2 separate regions of the Sus scrofa genome follow, and region 2 is linked to region 1. Evidence: chromatin contacts called from public promoter capture Hi-C data. All regions are on one chromosome and are shown on one strand. The core of a region is the stretch at or near the end of the contact, and the rest is flanking DNA. Distances in the headings are between cores, read along the strand shown. Region 1 holds the start of MICU1 (mitochondrial calcium uptake 1). Region 2 holds the start of OIT3 (oncoprotein induced transcript 3).

What was found. Promoter capture Hi-C pulls out the DNA fragments that hold promoters and counts their contacts.
Region 2: a promoter capture Hi-C map of fetal liver shows a contact between it and region 1, with 2.2 times the contacts expected there. The contact joins the promoter of OIT3 here to the promoter of MICU1 in region 1. A contact is called at or near these places in 2 of 5 promoter capture datasets (fetal liver and liver) and 1 of 2 datasets of contacts at active chromatin or transcription factors (skeletal muscle).

Annotation. Positions count from the first base shown.
Region 1 is chr14:75,442,667-75,449,886 of Sscrofa11.1, forward strand. MICU1 (mitochondrial calcium uptake 1) reads right to left here and starts at 2,932. Exons shown (of 12, transcript NM_001243605.1): 1 at 2,811-2,932.
Region 2 is chr14:75,723,345-75,731,108 of Sscrofa11.1, forward strand. It overlaps OIT3 (oncoprotein induced transcript 3), which reads left to right and starts at 3,028. Exons shown (of 9, transcript NM_001244899.1): 1 at 3,028-3,195. The coding sequence starts at 3,135.

The sequences.
Region 1 (7,220 bases), core at 1,682-4,181:
GGCCAATGAGATTCTCACACAGTAATTTGCAGAAAGCATAGAGAATGGGAAGTTTTCTCTCTCCCAGAGTTCTGCGGTTGTAGGACGTAAACCTAGTGCTAATAGTACCAACTTTCCCAGGGAGTCCGATGACTCTAGACTGCACTTTTCCACAGAGATTCCCCAAAATGCTACAGGGAACAAATGGTTACCTGTCAGCAGGGGAAAGATAAATTAGGGTTTCAACTTTCAGTGTTATATTTTCTACAATGCTCCTGTTTTTCAAAGATAAGCATATATTACTTTTATACTAGGAAATATAAAATATTTTAAAATACTCCTTCTGTTTTCTTCTCAAATATGCTGATATATTAATATTTAATGTCTTAAAAGCATTAATAGGAGTTCCTGTTGTGGCTCAGCAGGTAAAAAATCCAACTAGTATCAACATGGATGCAGGTGTGATCCCTGGCCTCACTTGATGGGTAAAGGATCTGGCATTGCCATGAGCTATGGTGTGGTAGGTCACAGATGTGGCGTGGATCTGGCGTCTCTGTGGCTGTGGGGCAGGCTGGCATCTGCAGCTCTGATTTGACCCTTAGCCTGGGAACTTGCCCTAAAAAGACAAAAAAAAAAAAAGCATTAATAATTCTCTCAATTTACCAAAGTGAGTAAAACACCTACTTATTAAAGAGAATCATTTTTTTCCCTTGACACAAAATCAACCTATTTTGCATGATGAAAAAGTTGTGAGTAAACTTTTTTTAAAAAAATTGGTTCACTTTTGGAAGTCCCCTTGTTGTAGGGGTTAAGGATTTGGCATTGCCCCGGTTCTGCACAGACTACAACTGTGGCCCATCTTTGACCCCTGGCCCAGGAACTTCCACATGCTGTGGGTGCAAACAAACAAACAAAAAAATGGCTCACTTTTTTTTTTTTTTCTCTTTCTGTCTTTTTTAGAGCCACACCCACAGCATACGGAGGTTCCCAATTAGGGGTCCAATCAGAGCTATAGCCGCTGACCTACAACACAACGCAGGGTTCGAGACCCATCTGCGACCTACACCACAGCTCACGACAATGTCAAGATCCTTAACCCACTGAGCCAGGCTGGGCAGGGATCAAACCCGGGTCCTCCTGGATGCTAGTCGGGTTCGTTAACCACTGAGCCACAATGGGAACTACAAAAATGGTTCACTTTTAAAGGGAATATTAAACTACTTCATATGGAAAAAATTGGTAAATGTTCACCAAGAGCTGCAGCCACTGTAAAAATTGTTAAATAGGGAAAATTAAAGATTTAAAGTGGCCGAATTAGGTGTAATAACTTTATCAATTACTTTAGCCTTATAATTATAAATAATATAAGATCTGACGAGTCAGATTCATTATAATAATTTTACATAGTATTACATTTTGGGAGAAATTACATATCATTGTTAAAATACAGGAAAGTCAGTCCCAAGATGCACCCCCTGGGAATGCAAAAGGTCTACTGAATATTGTAAATGTTCTACTGATTATAAATGGAGACAGCAATACACTCTTTGGCTCTCTTGCTCTTACTAGTTTCTGTCACTCTTTCCTTTTCTCCTCAGGCACAAAATCCACTCCTGAATTTTTACTTTTTGTTAGGCTTGTTTTTGGTCTCATAATTCTCAGCAATGAAACTTAAGAGTAGCTGGAGACCAGAGCTACCGTCTCACAAGCAAGTGGCAGTGGGTTCTAAAAAGTTTTTAGAATAAGGCAATATTTAACATTACCTTACCCAAAGCAGGAAGATAATGGGTTGGTCAACCTGGCCAACACCACTGTCTCCAGATGCTGACATTTTGTGTGTCATATCATTTAATGAAATCTAAACTCTCCTACAGCTATCAACCCCAAACTGTTGCACCCTTTCTACTGCTAGATCACCTGCACATGTAATTCAAAGGAATACTTTAACATAAACAAAGGTATGCCCAAGAAAGCACCCAATAACTGATAGAAACATCTGCTTATGAAACTGAAAGAAAATAGGTATTTCCAGGTACCACAAGGAGAATTTTTCTTTTACTCCAGTCCCTCAGCTATAAAATGGTTTTTCTACTTAGCTTTACAAATAGCTACAATACTTTTCAGGCATCCGAAAGGGAGGGTATAGAAACCATAAACAATAAGATCATAGAGACTGGCAACTTAAACAGTTTTAAACTCTCCTCCCAACATTCAGCTTGAGTCAATAAACCCCGGCTCATTCTCAAAACACCGCATTGTGGGCCAAAATGAGATGGTGGTAAGGGAACCTGAGGGAGAATAAAAACAGGTAAGGCACTGGGAAAGGCAAAAACCGAACAGTCTAAGAAGCCTGAACTTTGTTTTGTTCCTTCAGCTCCCCATCAATTTTTTTTTCATTTTTTTTGGTTTTGTTTCAATGATTAATACTTGGCCCCATCAGACATTTAACAATAAAGTCCCCACCCACTTCCAACCACATCCACAAATCCCAGGGGATGTCTTTGGTCGCCCGAAGAGGGACGTCGAAGCTCAAGTGAACCCTGCAGCTGGGAACTCGGCAGGAGAAGTTCTCCTGGGACAGGAAGAAGGGACCAGGTGAGGTCAAAGAAAGCGGAGGAAAGGAAGCCGGCAGGACTAAGGACTGCTCTCAAGCCCCTAAACTGAGCACATCAGGGAGAGACAGCTATCCCGGTCGACCAGAGAAGTTGCTAATTCCGGAGCAGACAAACGGCCAGTCCCGGAGGTCAGGTCCCTAAAGCTTTTCGCATCATCCTTCCTTTCATCTTCTCTAAACGTGTCTCGCCTCATACCCTTGAGAGTACAGGACTCACCCGTCTACAGCGGAGCTTCAGCTGCTTCTCCGTCAAAGCCGCGCACCTCGGAAAACCATAGAGATGAAGAGAGCAACAAAGTTAAGCCTCCAGCTCCGCCGCCCACCCTCACGTAACCCTTCTAGCCGCTAGGGCTGTCGGGATCGTGGCGAAATGCGTGTGGGCGGGGCATGGAGGATAGGGAGTGGGGAGGGGCCAGGCAACCCGCCCCGCCCCGGCCTTGGGCCCCGCCCCGGCCTCGGGCCCCGCCCCGGCCTCGGGCCCCGCCCCGGCCTCAGTATTTAGGCGGGACAGTGGAAGCTCTCCGGATTTTTCTCTGGCGGTTCACCCTCCACGCGCTAGTGGTATAGATGTCTGTGAAAGAGATTTAGTGTGCCGGCTTCCGCCTCGTTGATGCCCCTTTATGTGTTGACTAAGCAAAACAGGAGACAATGAAAAGAAAACTGGACCACAGTGAGTTGGGAATTGTTCTTTTCGAACTGCGTTTAGGTTTAGGCTTCTGGTGAAATTTGCCTGTTTCCTGACCTTGAAGCTTTTTTAAATTTAGAAACCGACTCACCGCATTGTCTATTATTTAGGTTTTTCAGAAGTTCTCTTTGCAAGCTAATATGATTGGAGAGTTTAGTCACCGAGCTACTAGTAACATTTTTTTTCCTCAGAGGTTGCTGTCAGGAGTGAGAATGGAAAAGTCTCAAGAGAATGACAATATTTTGATTATGATATGATGGAATTTAAAAGTTTCTTCAGGAATTTCCTAGTTCTAGATTCTGGTGGCCTATTGGTTAAAGGGTCCAGGGTGTCACTGGTGTGGCTCCAGTTGCTGGTGTGGTGTGGATTTGATCCCTGACCGAGAAGTTTTGCATTCTGGGGGGTACAGTCAAAAATAAATAAATACTTTCCTTAGCAGAGCTGTAGCAAAGGCTACAACCATGGAAACAAAAGAAGGCAGCCAGAACTATCACTGGGTTAAATTGTGAAGGAAGCAAAACAACTATTTTCTCCATTTCTTCTCAGAGGACTCTCCCTCCCCACTATCCCAAGAAGGACAGATCGTTATGTTCTTGGCACTGCGCTAGCACTTTACAGGCAACCCCATGTTTGTTCCAACCATCCTGTTGATGAAAACGGTTTTTGTGAATTGTAGATGGGGAAGCGGGCTATGACCCCTCCCTAGGTAATGTATCAAATGGTATGGCTGGCACAGACCTGATAGAAAGAACACCAAAGACATCTTCAATCTACTGTCCCTGGATCATCTTGACACAAGAATTGGGAATATTTATTTATTTATTTATTTATTTATTTATTTATTTATTTTGCATTTTAGGGCTGCACCCCCGGCACATGGAGATTCCCAGACTAGGGGTCAAGTCAGAGCTACAGCTGCCAGCCTACGCCACAGCCACAGCAATGCAGTATCCAAGCCGGGTCTGCAACCTACAAAATAGTTTACGGCAATACCAGATCCTTAACCTACTGAGCGAGGCCTGCAACCTCATGGTTCCTAATTAGATTCATTTCCACTGCACCACAATGGGAATAGCAGGAATCTTTATTTTTTTAATTAAAAATTTTTTTCTTTTTATGGCCGCACCTGCAGCACATGGAAGTTCCCAGGCTACAACCATGGAAACGAAGGCAGCCAGAACAAGGGTTGAATCAGAGCTGGAGCGGGAGCCTACGTCACAGCCATGGCAGCACTGGATCCCAGCCATATCTTCAACCCACGCTTCAGCTTGTGGCAGCACCAGAAGCTTAACCCACTGAGCGAGGCCAGGTATTGAACCCCCATCCTCACAGAGACAACATCAGGTCCTTAACCCCCTGAGCCTCAGCAGGAACTCCAGGAATCTTTTCTGATTTGCTTCTCAGCTATTAAAATGTACCTTTTCTGTGTGTCTTTCCATTTAAAGCCTGTTCTCTGTTGAGTGAGAAATCTGATAAAGACATTCTTCCCGGTTTACTAATGGGTATTTGGCAGTATGTCCATTAATGCTAATGGTTGGAATTTCAAGTTGTGGCATAGATTATCTTGGAACACTTTGGGGGCTCATGGAATCTTAACTAGTTAAGTTAATCATGGCTGAGTTAAGTGTTTTTCAGAATAAGAAAAAAAGTTATCAATGCAAAAATGCTGAACAAAGGTCAAATTTTTTTTTTCATTTTTTTCCTCCACAGCATGCAGAAGTTCCTGGGCCAGGGACCAAACACCCACCGTAGCAGTGACCCAACCCAAGCCACAGCAGTGACAATACTGGATCCTTAAGTCCTAGGCCATCAAGGAACTCCAAAGATCAATTTTTAAGAATTGGTGACATTCAATCCTGATTTTAGTCAAAATTTGTCTCTATAAAACTAAATAACCAGGTCACCTAATTTTTTTTCTTTTTTTTTTTTTTTTTTTTCGGTCTTTTTAGGGCCTTACCTGTGGCATATGGAGATTCCCAGGCTAGGGGGTAAAATCAGAGCTATAGCTGCCAGCCTATACCACAGCCACAGCAATGCTGAATATGAGCCATGTCTGTGACCTACACCACAGCTCATGGCAATGCCAGATCCTTAACCCACTGAGCAGGGCCAGGGATCAAACCTGCACCCTCATGGATACTAGCTGGGTTCGTTACCACTGAGCCACAACAGGAACTCCAGTTCAGCTAATTATTAAATAATATGTGAAAACAAATCACTGTCTCAAACTTTTTGGTCACAGGACTCTTTTACACTCTTAAAAGTTATTAAGGACCCCAAACAACTTGTTTATATGTGTTATACCTAGCAATACTTATTATGTTAGAAATTAAAACCGAAGTTTTTAAATGTTTTTAGTCATTAAAATAATAAGCCCATTATATGTTGACATAAATAACATATTTTTGAATAATAACTATATTTTTAAAAATATAGGATGTTCCTGTTGTGGCTCAGCAGGTTACGAACATGACTAGTATCCATGAGGATGTGGGTTTGATCCCTGGCCTTACTCAGTCGGTTAAGGATCTAACATTGCCATGAGCTGTGGTGTAGGTCACATATGTGGCTTAGATCCTGTATTGCTGTGGTGTAGTGTAGGCTAGCAGCTGCAGCTCTGATTAAATCCCTAACCCAGGAACTTCTATATGCCACAGCTTGGACCCTAAAAAGCAAATATATATATATATATAAATGGGAGTTCCCTAATGGCACAGTGGGTTAAGGATCCAGCATTGTCACTGCAGTAGCTCAGGTTTCACCTGTGGTGCAGGTTTGATCCCTGGTCCCAGAACTTCTACATTTTCATGGGCGTGGCTGAAGAAAAAATATATATGTTTATATATATATATACTGTATGGTTTCACATTCTTATAAATTTCTTAATGTCTAGCTTATAGAAAACAGATGATTCTCCTATCTTTCCTTAATAAATTTGTTTCAATATCACTCATTATATTGTCTCTGGAAAATTTCACTCTACACTCAGTGAATGAAAATAATAAAGGCAAGTAACAGCTTATTATTTTCAGGAAAAAAGTTTTGACCTTAGAGATCACTGTAAAGGATTTTAAGGAATCCCTGGAATCCATGGACCATACTTTGAGAACCTCTGTTTTAAACCATACAAATGTTAGCTCCTTAGGCAATCTACAGACTAGACCAGTCTTATAAATGTGAGTATTTTTTCTTCATTTTTCAGGAGCACAGAGTAAGTTAGAGGAATTCAGGGTCATAATGGAATGCAACTACTTTCTGCTTTAGAAATCAGTCAACCTATCCAATATTGTTTTTCAGCCTGCTGTACAAGATGGTTCCTGTCACATGAATATATAATATCACTAAAATAGGTTTGTATCCCCTGTACAAACTAATATTAAGACTCCAATAAAATTTGTAGTTAAAATTCTTACTGTAAGCCAATATTGAATGTCTTCTGTATGCAAGGTTCATAATAGGTACTGGCCTTATAAAAATTTATAACCACAGTGCCTGCCCTTGGGCAGTAAATAAATATATATATATAGAGAGAGAGAGAGAGAGACTTGCACTGTGGTATAAATATATTCTTTGCCATCTTCAGTAGTTCCCAAATCAATTTGATGATCAACTGTCTCAGAATTATCTGGGGGGAGATTTTAAAAATACATATTCCTGGATCAAGAGATAAGCTGTTTAGGAGTTCCCACTGTGGCTCAGAAGTAGCAAACCTGACTAGGATCCATGAGGTTGCAGGTTTGATCCCTGGCCTTGTTTAATGGGTTAAGGATCCGGCGTTTCTTTGAGCGGTGGTGTAGGTCACAGATGCAGCTCAGCTCCCATGTTAGTGTGGCTGTGGCATAGGCTGTCAGCTGCAGCTCCGATTCAACCCCTAGCCTGGGAACTTCCATATGCCACCAGTGTGGCCCTAAAAATAAAAATTAAAAAAAAAAAAAGATATGC
Region 2 (7,764 bases), core at 1,778-4,277, 280 kb after region 1:
CACAAAGCAGTCAAGCAAAACCCAGGATGCAAGACATTGTATAGGACAAAGGATTGGGTTTCTTCAACAAATAGCATGGGGTAGGGAGTGGGGGGCTGTTATAGATCAAAAGAACTTAAGAGAACCACAAGCAACGTATGGCTCCAGTTTAAATCCTGACTCAAACTAGTAATACAAAGGAATTTTTGAAACAACTGGGAAGATTTAAATATGGAGTGAGTATTAGATGATATTAAGGAATTATACTAGTTTCCATATTTGTAATCATGACTGGGATTATGTAAAAAGAAAGGCCATTTGTTAGAAATGCATACTGCTATATAAATGAAACAAGACTGACAAAATGTTATAATTATCACAGCCGGGTACTCATTGTTTTTCCTACTTTGTATATATTTGAAATTTTTCATCATAAAAAATTAAAATGAAAGGGCAGATCAACTAAAAAGGAAAAAATAGGAATAACAAGAGAAAAAAAAAAAAAAAATCCCGCCACACTGGGAATGCTTGTTTACAGAACCAAAGGGCTATCTGGTAAAAGTCCTTGACTCTGGCAGTCAATCCTGGCAGCAAATCTGGGTTTATCTCATACACACGTCCTCTGTTTCTCTGCAACACACGTGAAGCACTCGGATGGCTTCTCAGGAACAGGAAATTGTGGGGTTTTCTTTTTTTCTGTTAAGAACATTGCCCCTTCGCAGAAGTATCCTGCAGTGAGATTGTACCTCAGTCCCAGAGTCATCCACTGCTGCCATCAGATTGCAGTTTAATAAGCCAGTGGTCAAGGTCAAATTGCCTATGTTCTGCTAGCATCAGTGATAGCTAACTACACGTTAAATCAATGGGAACCCCTTGCTAGACTGTATATTCTGCGTATAGACACCGCACTTTTACCTTACTCACTGTCAAATACCAGTGACCAGCATGTTACCTGGCCCCTAGTAAGCACTACTGTTTAATCAAACAGAAACCCTAGGGAAAGGAACCAAAGGGAATGCTACTTAGCGTAGGAAGAAAAAAGATCATGAAGACCGGTTTAGGGACTGCTTCCTACAGACCATAATATTCCTTTGCCAGTCACCAGAAATACAGTTATTAGGCAAAGAAACATAGATGCAGAAAGTTTAGGAATAACAGAAGCCCAAAGCACCAGGTCAAGGTAAGATTAGGAGAGAAAAATTTTGGTTTCGCTTGGATCCTTGCTTAAAACAGTATTTAAAAACAAATAAAACACTTTTCTCTCTCTCTCTCTCTTTTTTTTTTTCTTTTTCTTTTTTGGGCCACACCTGCAGCATATGGAATTTCCCAGGCTAGGGGCTGAATCATAACCTGCAGCTGCCAGCCTACACCACAGCCACAGCAACTCAGGATCCGAGCTGCATCTGCAATCTATACCACAGCTCACGGCAACGCCAGGTCCTTAACCTACTGAGCAAGGCCAGTGATCGAAATCACATTCTCATGAATACGTCAGGTTCTTAACCTGCCAAGCTACAATAGGAACTCCTCTCTAACTTAATTTTTAATACTTCCCCTTTACATTATCTTTAGTATTAGTGCTGGTCAATTCCCATTTTTTTTTTTTTTTTTTTGTCTTTTTGGCATTTCTTGGGCCGCACCCACAGCATATGGAGGTTCCCAGGCGAGGGGTCTAATCGGAGCTGTAGATACCGGCCTACACCAGAGCCACAGCAACTCGGGATCCGAGCTGCGTCTGCAACCTGCGCCACAGCTCACAGCAACGCCGGATCCTTAACCCACTGAGCAAGGCCAGGGATTGAACCTGAAACCTCATGGTTCCTAGTCCGATTCGTTTACCACTGCGCCACGACGGGAACTCCTGGCCAATTCTCATTCTACACACCATGGAATGTCAGGGAGCTTGCAAACTGGTACACATAATTATGGTGACATGTCTAATGACATGAAATATACAGAACTCTACATTTTCCCTCTTTTGTCTAAAAATGAAACTTCATCACTCCTTTTTCAGTGTCATTAATTTAATGAGTGTTTCCTAATTTGAAGCTCCTGCCCCTATCTTTGTGTGAAAATTAGTAATATAAATAACTTTAAACCATTTTAAATGGAGGAAGAAAGGCATTATGAAAACATGAGATACTGCTGCTCAAAATTGATTAAAAACACAACCTAGGAGTTCCCATCGTGGCGCAGTGGTTAACGAATCCGACTAGGAACCATGAGGTTGCGGGTTCGGTCCCTGCCCTTGCTCAGTGGGTTAAGGATCCGGCGTTGCCGTGAGCTGTGGTGTAGGTTGCAGACGCGGCTCGGATCCCGCGTTGCTGTGGCTCTGGCGTAGGCCGGTGGCTACAGCTCCGATTCAACCCCTAGCCTGGGAACCTCCATATGCCACGGGAGCGGCCCAAGAAATAGCAACAACAACAACAACAACAACAACAAAAAAAGACAAAAAAAAAAACAAAAAACAAAAAAACACAACCTAAACCTTATTTCTTTAGGAAGTTTTGAGCCCAAAGAAGTTTTGATAGCAAAGATACCAGACTTAGAAGCTTGCTTCAGGAGAATACTGTCCTCATGCCACACATGACCTTACTACTCCTTTGCATGCTACTGTAAACTCCTTAACCACCTGATGAAGAGATTTCCTAATGATCAATTCCAAAAAGTAGGTTTTATCCCATTCTCATTTAGAATGCAATGCTATGGCTGCAACACCATGAAATCAATACCTAGAAGTCACAAAACAAGATTTTGACGTGAGGGGATGTCCCGCTTTTAGAGTTCCCTTCTGGATAAGATACTGGAGGTCTCACTGCAGGGAACTTTTGAGAAAAAAGACAATAGGAGGATGAGGGATTGTGAAGTTTGTTTGGTTTTGGTTGTTTTTTTTTTTTTTTTTTCCTAAAGAAAAATACCAATAAAATAACCCTGTTGACAATGTAAAGCAGTGCTTCTATCTGGGGTCAAGGCCAGAGCAATGGACACTTTATCCCACTCATCCTCTTCCTCTGATAAAGTCCCAACCAGTACTGAAGTCTTTCTTCATAAGAGCCTTGAGGCCTTTTTAAAAAGGCGCTTGATAAAGAAGCGGACAAAGGAAAACTGAAATTAAGAGGATTTTCCAGTCTGTCTCTGGTGGCTGGTCCAGAAGGATGCCTCAGTTCCTGCTTCTCACCTGCCTCTTTATCACAATAACACTCGTGTCACCAAAGGGTAAGTCTTATGCCAAGTACATGGCACAATGTAATTTTTGTTGTAGGAATTTGCTGTTGTGTACAGGTTATTAAGAGCAAGATTCCAGAATCTTAAATATGGGTTCTAGAATAGTATAAAAGTCATGAATAACCTATGAAGATATGTTTTCAGAGAATTTCTCTTCCATGTGCCATTTAGCCTCTTGCCTGGGCATCCAAAATTTCCATAGATCTGCCATGTCCAAACAACTTTCCACAAGCCAAGTATTTCTTGGATATGTGTAAAAGAAATTCTAACCTCTTTATATTCTAGGCACTTTTATAGTTCCAACTTCAAGAGGGAAAAAAAAAAGATTTTTAGAGGGAAGGATGGAGTTTTTTTTCTTTAATGAATGCAAGGGACTAACTGTGCCCATGAAAGGAACAGATCTGAATAAATCAGTCTTCTGAGTCTTGACATCTGAAAATATGACTTTTGCACAGACTGAGTGAACTTTAAACTGTCGTCCTCCTCAGGCTTGGCACAAAACTGGCCAACATGGCAAAGAAAAATTTAAATTCCAGCTACTAAAAAATTTCTCTCTCCTTTCCCAGTATGAGTTCTAACTAGAAGAGAAAGTGAGAGGAGGTTAAGGTGAAGAGAAGTGTCCTTCTTGGCACTTTTGAAAAGCTGGGTGCTTAATTGCCACTATTTATTTATTCTGGGTAGCTCAGGCCTTGCTCTAGCACCTTCAAGAATATATATTAAAGGCAGTTCCCACTGTGGCTCAGTGGTAAGGAACCCCGCCCCCACTAGTATCCATGAGGATGCAGGGTTTGATCCCTGGCCTTGCTCTGTGGGTTAAGGATCCAGCATTGCTGGGAGCTGTGGTGTAGGTCACAGACGCAGCTCAGATCTGGTGTGGCTGTGGTCGACAGCTGCAGCTCCAGTTAGACCCCTAAGCCTGGGAACTTCCATATGCAGCAGGAGCAGCCCTAAAAAGACCCCCCCCCCAAGAAAATATGTATATATATGTATATATATGTGTATATATATATATATATATGTATATATTTATACATATATAAATAGGTTTGAGACCCTAAAGAGACATGGTAAACTAAATCCCATGTGGTGTCCTAGATCGGATCCAGGAACAGAGAAAGACATAGGCAAAAACTAAGGAAACCTAAACTATGGTTGAGTTAATAATAACATACCAACACTGGTTCATTATTTGTGGCAAAGGTACTACACTAGTGTATGATTATTTTGTAATATGGGAAACTGGGTCCCAATAGATGGGAACTCTTTGTACTAACTTCTCCATTATTCTCTAAATCTAGAACTGGTCTAAAAAAAAAATAATCTTAAAGATAGTTTTGGGCTAAGTTTCATCAGCCTGTATCTGCAGCCAGTACCGAACCAAGAATTGCTTAAGCCAAAGTCATCTCTCCCTTAATTTCCTCTCAGCTCTCTCCCCGTTCTTTCCTGGCTTACCCTCCCTCCAGCATCTCCTGTATCCTCCCATCAGACACCTTCTCCCTTCACAGATGTTTTTATTTTATTTTATTCATTTATTTTATTCTTTTTCGCAGCCCTTCTAAGACGTTTGACTCAATGCCATCAGAAAAGAAAAGGAGAACTTTGGGGGCTGGGGATTGGAGTCGAGGATAGGGCTGCTCTTGGGGAAGAGCAAAGAGAGAAAAGGAGAAGAGGCGAGGGAGAGGCACTGAGGGGGAAGGCGGGAAGTAAAGGGGGGGGAGAGGAGGGGCTTCCGGCCCCAGCGCGCGGGCGCAGAATCCCGCAACCACGACCACCCGAGGGGCAGCATCTGGAGTGCTGACTGAACTGTCGGCGACTCCCGATGTCCAGAACCAAAGGGCGGGGATGCATGCTGACCTTTGCTCTCGAACGCCCAGCATCCCGGGTTGGGGAGGGGCGGCCGGGCGGCTGACAGGCGAGCATCCAAGTAAAAACTGACCAGCCCTCCCTCTGCCAGCTGGTCCCCAATTCAGACTTTGAGAGAACCCCACTGGGCTGTTCTTTTTGAAGCTTTCTCACTTGAGAAGTGTATATGTGTGCACACACACACACACACACGCTTACATATCAGCAGTTCAGGATGCAACATTAGTAATGACCGAATTCCAGACTCCACACATTGAGTGACTGAAGGTAGGAATTTACACCCGTGGCCAGGTTATTAAAGGATTGAATTACTGCCTTAAAAGGCGGGGGGTGGGAGGGGGGGAGTGAAATGACTATATTTAATGTTAGAAAATATTGCACGGGTAACTTTTAAAATATATGCTTATTTTACAGAAGATAGTGGGTAAATTTCTCCAATGTGTGCCATGTATCTCCTGCAACAAGAAAGGAAGTAAACTTTTAACAGATAGCACAAGAAATGATAGTTTGATTTAAGGAAAAACTTCATAAATTGTGAAATAGTTATTGAGGGAGGTTTAGGAATTTCTGTAAAAGCTATTAAAAGTTGAATACCTAACCATTTCTTACAAAATTAGAGCCAAGGAGATGAACCAAATATTTCTATGAATTTGTAATCACCTGTGAAATTGCCCTGGAAACCTTTCTTCATAGGAGAACCACAGCTAGGAGAGCAGATGAAGGAATTTTTCCCTTCTGAGAGGGGAGAAAGTCTGTATGAGGACATTTCTCCCCCTCAAGGGACATCATACCATGATCAGGGCACAGTTGGGATACCTCAGGGACATTTTAAGGGGAGAGTTGTCCCTGCCACGTGTAACTCTGCAAAAGTGTTATTTCCAAAATATGCAATATCCTTCTTATTTCCTGGCCCAATCTGTTGTATTCCCAGTGAGGCTGTTAACATTTGGCTACACTCTCCTACATATCTCAAGTTTTGATAGTAAACTTGAGTTTGAAGTGTAGACTGGGAAAATCCAAAATATTTTCTAGACAACTTAGATTTTATGTTCATGGCCCAGCCACATTTATTGTGTAGTATTTGCTGACATTGCATTTCCTGCTTACAGAGTGTTATTGGCCTTAATATGAATTCCCTGCCTACAATGTCAATTAAGTCAGCCTCACATGCATTAAGAAGGATAGTTCCTTCTGGCTAACGCTCCTTTCTAGAATTTTTTGGTCTTCTTTGTAAGGACAATTTGCTCACCTTAATTCAGTGCTTCCCTGAAATTAAGAGAAGCAGTGATAATACTGGGGATATTAGTGTCTTCAGTCATTAAAATGTTTTTGATAATATATTTGCCATTATTATTATTATCATTATTTTTTTTTTCTTTTCAGGGCTGCATCTGTGGAATATGGAGTTTCCCAGATTAGGGGTCGAATCTGAGCTGTAACTGCCAGCTTATGCCACAGCCACATCACAGCCACAGCAACACCAGATCTGAGCCACATCTGCGACCTGCACCACAACTCAGGGCAACGCAGGATCCTTAACCCACTGAACAAGGCCAGGGATAGAACCTGCGTCATCGTGGATACTGGTCAGATTTGTTTCCACTGAACCATGACAGGAACTCCTTGTCCATATTGTTTATGCACTAAAAATGCAGACTTGAGATTTTTCTGTATTCTAGACAGTTTTGCCGTGGCTGACTGTGAAGACACAAAGTTCATGATATTTGTAATAAGCTGATGAAACATATACCAACATTCACATAGACAATATCTTTGGTAATTTCTTGGCCAATCAATTGTATATTTCAAGGCAGTTGACCTGTGCCAGAAGCCTTTTCCCTCTCAGTGGAATGAGCTTTACACATTCAGTATCCAGCCAAACTGCCCATTAGTGCAAATTCCATCCATGATCTTGCTTACAAATGATCCTCCAACCACTTTTTGAAAAATTCCAGAGATAAAGAGCTTACCACACTGTGGTACAGCCTCTCCATTACTGGGTAGCTGAACTGAAATGCACTTCCCAGTAACAATTTGTTCTTGTTGTTAACAGAATACCCAAGTCCTCTTTCATAAGCCTTTTCCAGATTTTTGAAAACCAATGCATTTTCTTCAGGTTTTTTTTTTTCTCTCCAAATGATAGTTCTCAGCTTCTTCTCCAGTAAATAATTGTTATGCTTCCTTCTAACTCTGGTCACCTTCCTCTGGACATCAAGTTTGTCCATTACTTTCGTAAAATATAGTCTCCAGGTCTGAACACTGTGCTTGAACTATAATCTGATAAGTGCAGAGTTCAGTGAAACTATAACCTCCCTTGGTCTGAACAACACTCCTCTATCAGACGATTGCTCTGGATCAAAGGTTTAGTCTAATGTGGACACAAAACCTTAAATAGATTTGAAAAAATTTTTCACATGCAAAAAGCATTTATGAAGTATGTTTAAGTCGGAGTTCCCATCATGGCTCAGCGGAACCAAATCTGACTAGCAACCCTGAGGACGCAGGTTCGATCCTTGGCCTTGCTCAGTGGGTTAAGGATCCGATGTTGTGGTGAGCTGTGGTGTAGGTCACAGACTTGGCTCGGATCCCGAGTTGCTGTGGCTGTGGCTGTGGTATAGGCTGGCAGTTACAGCTCTGATTTGATCTGTAGCCTGGGAACCTCCATGTGCTGCAGATGCAGCCCTAGACAAAAAGACA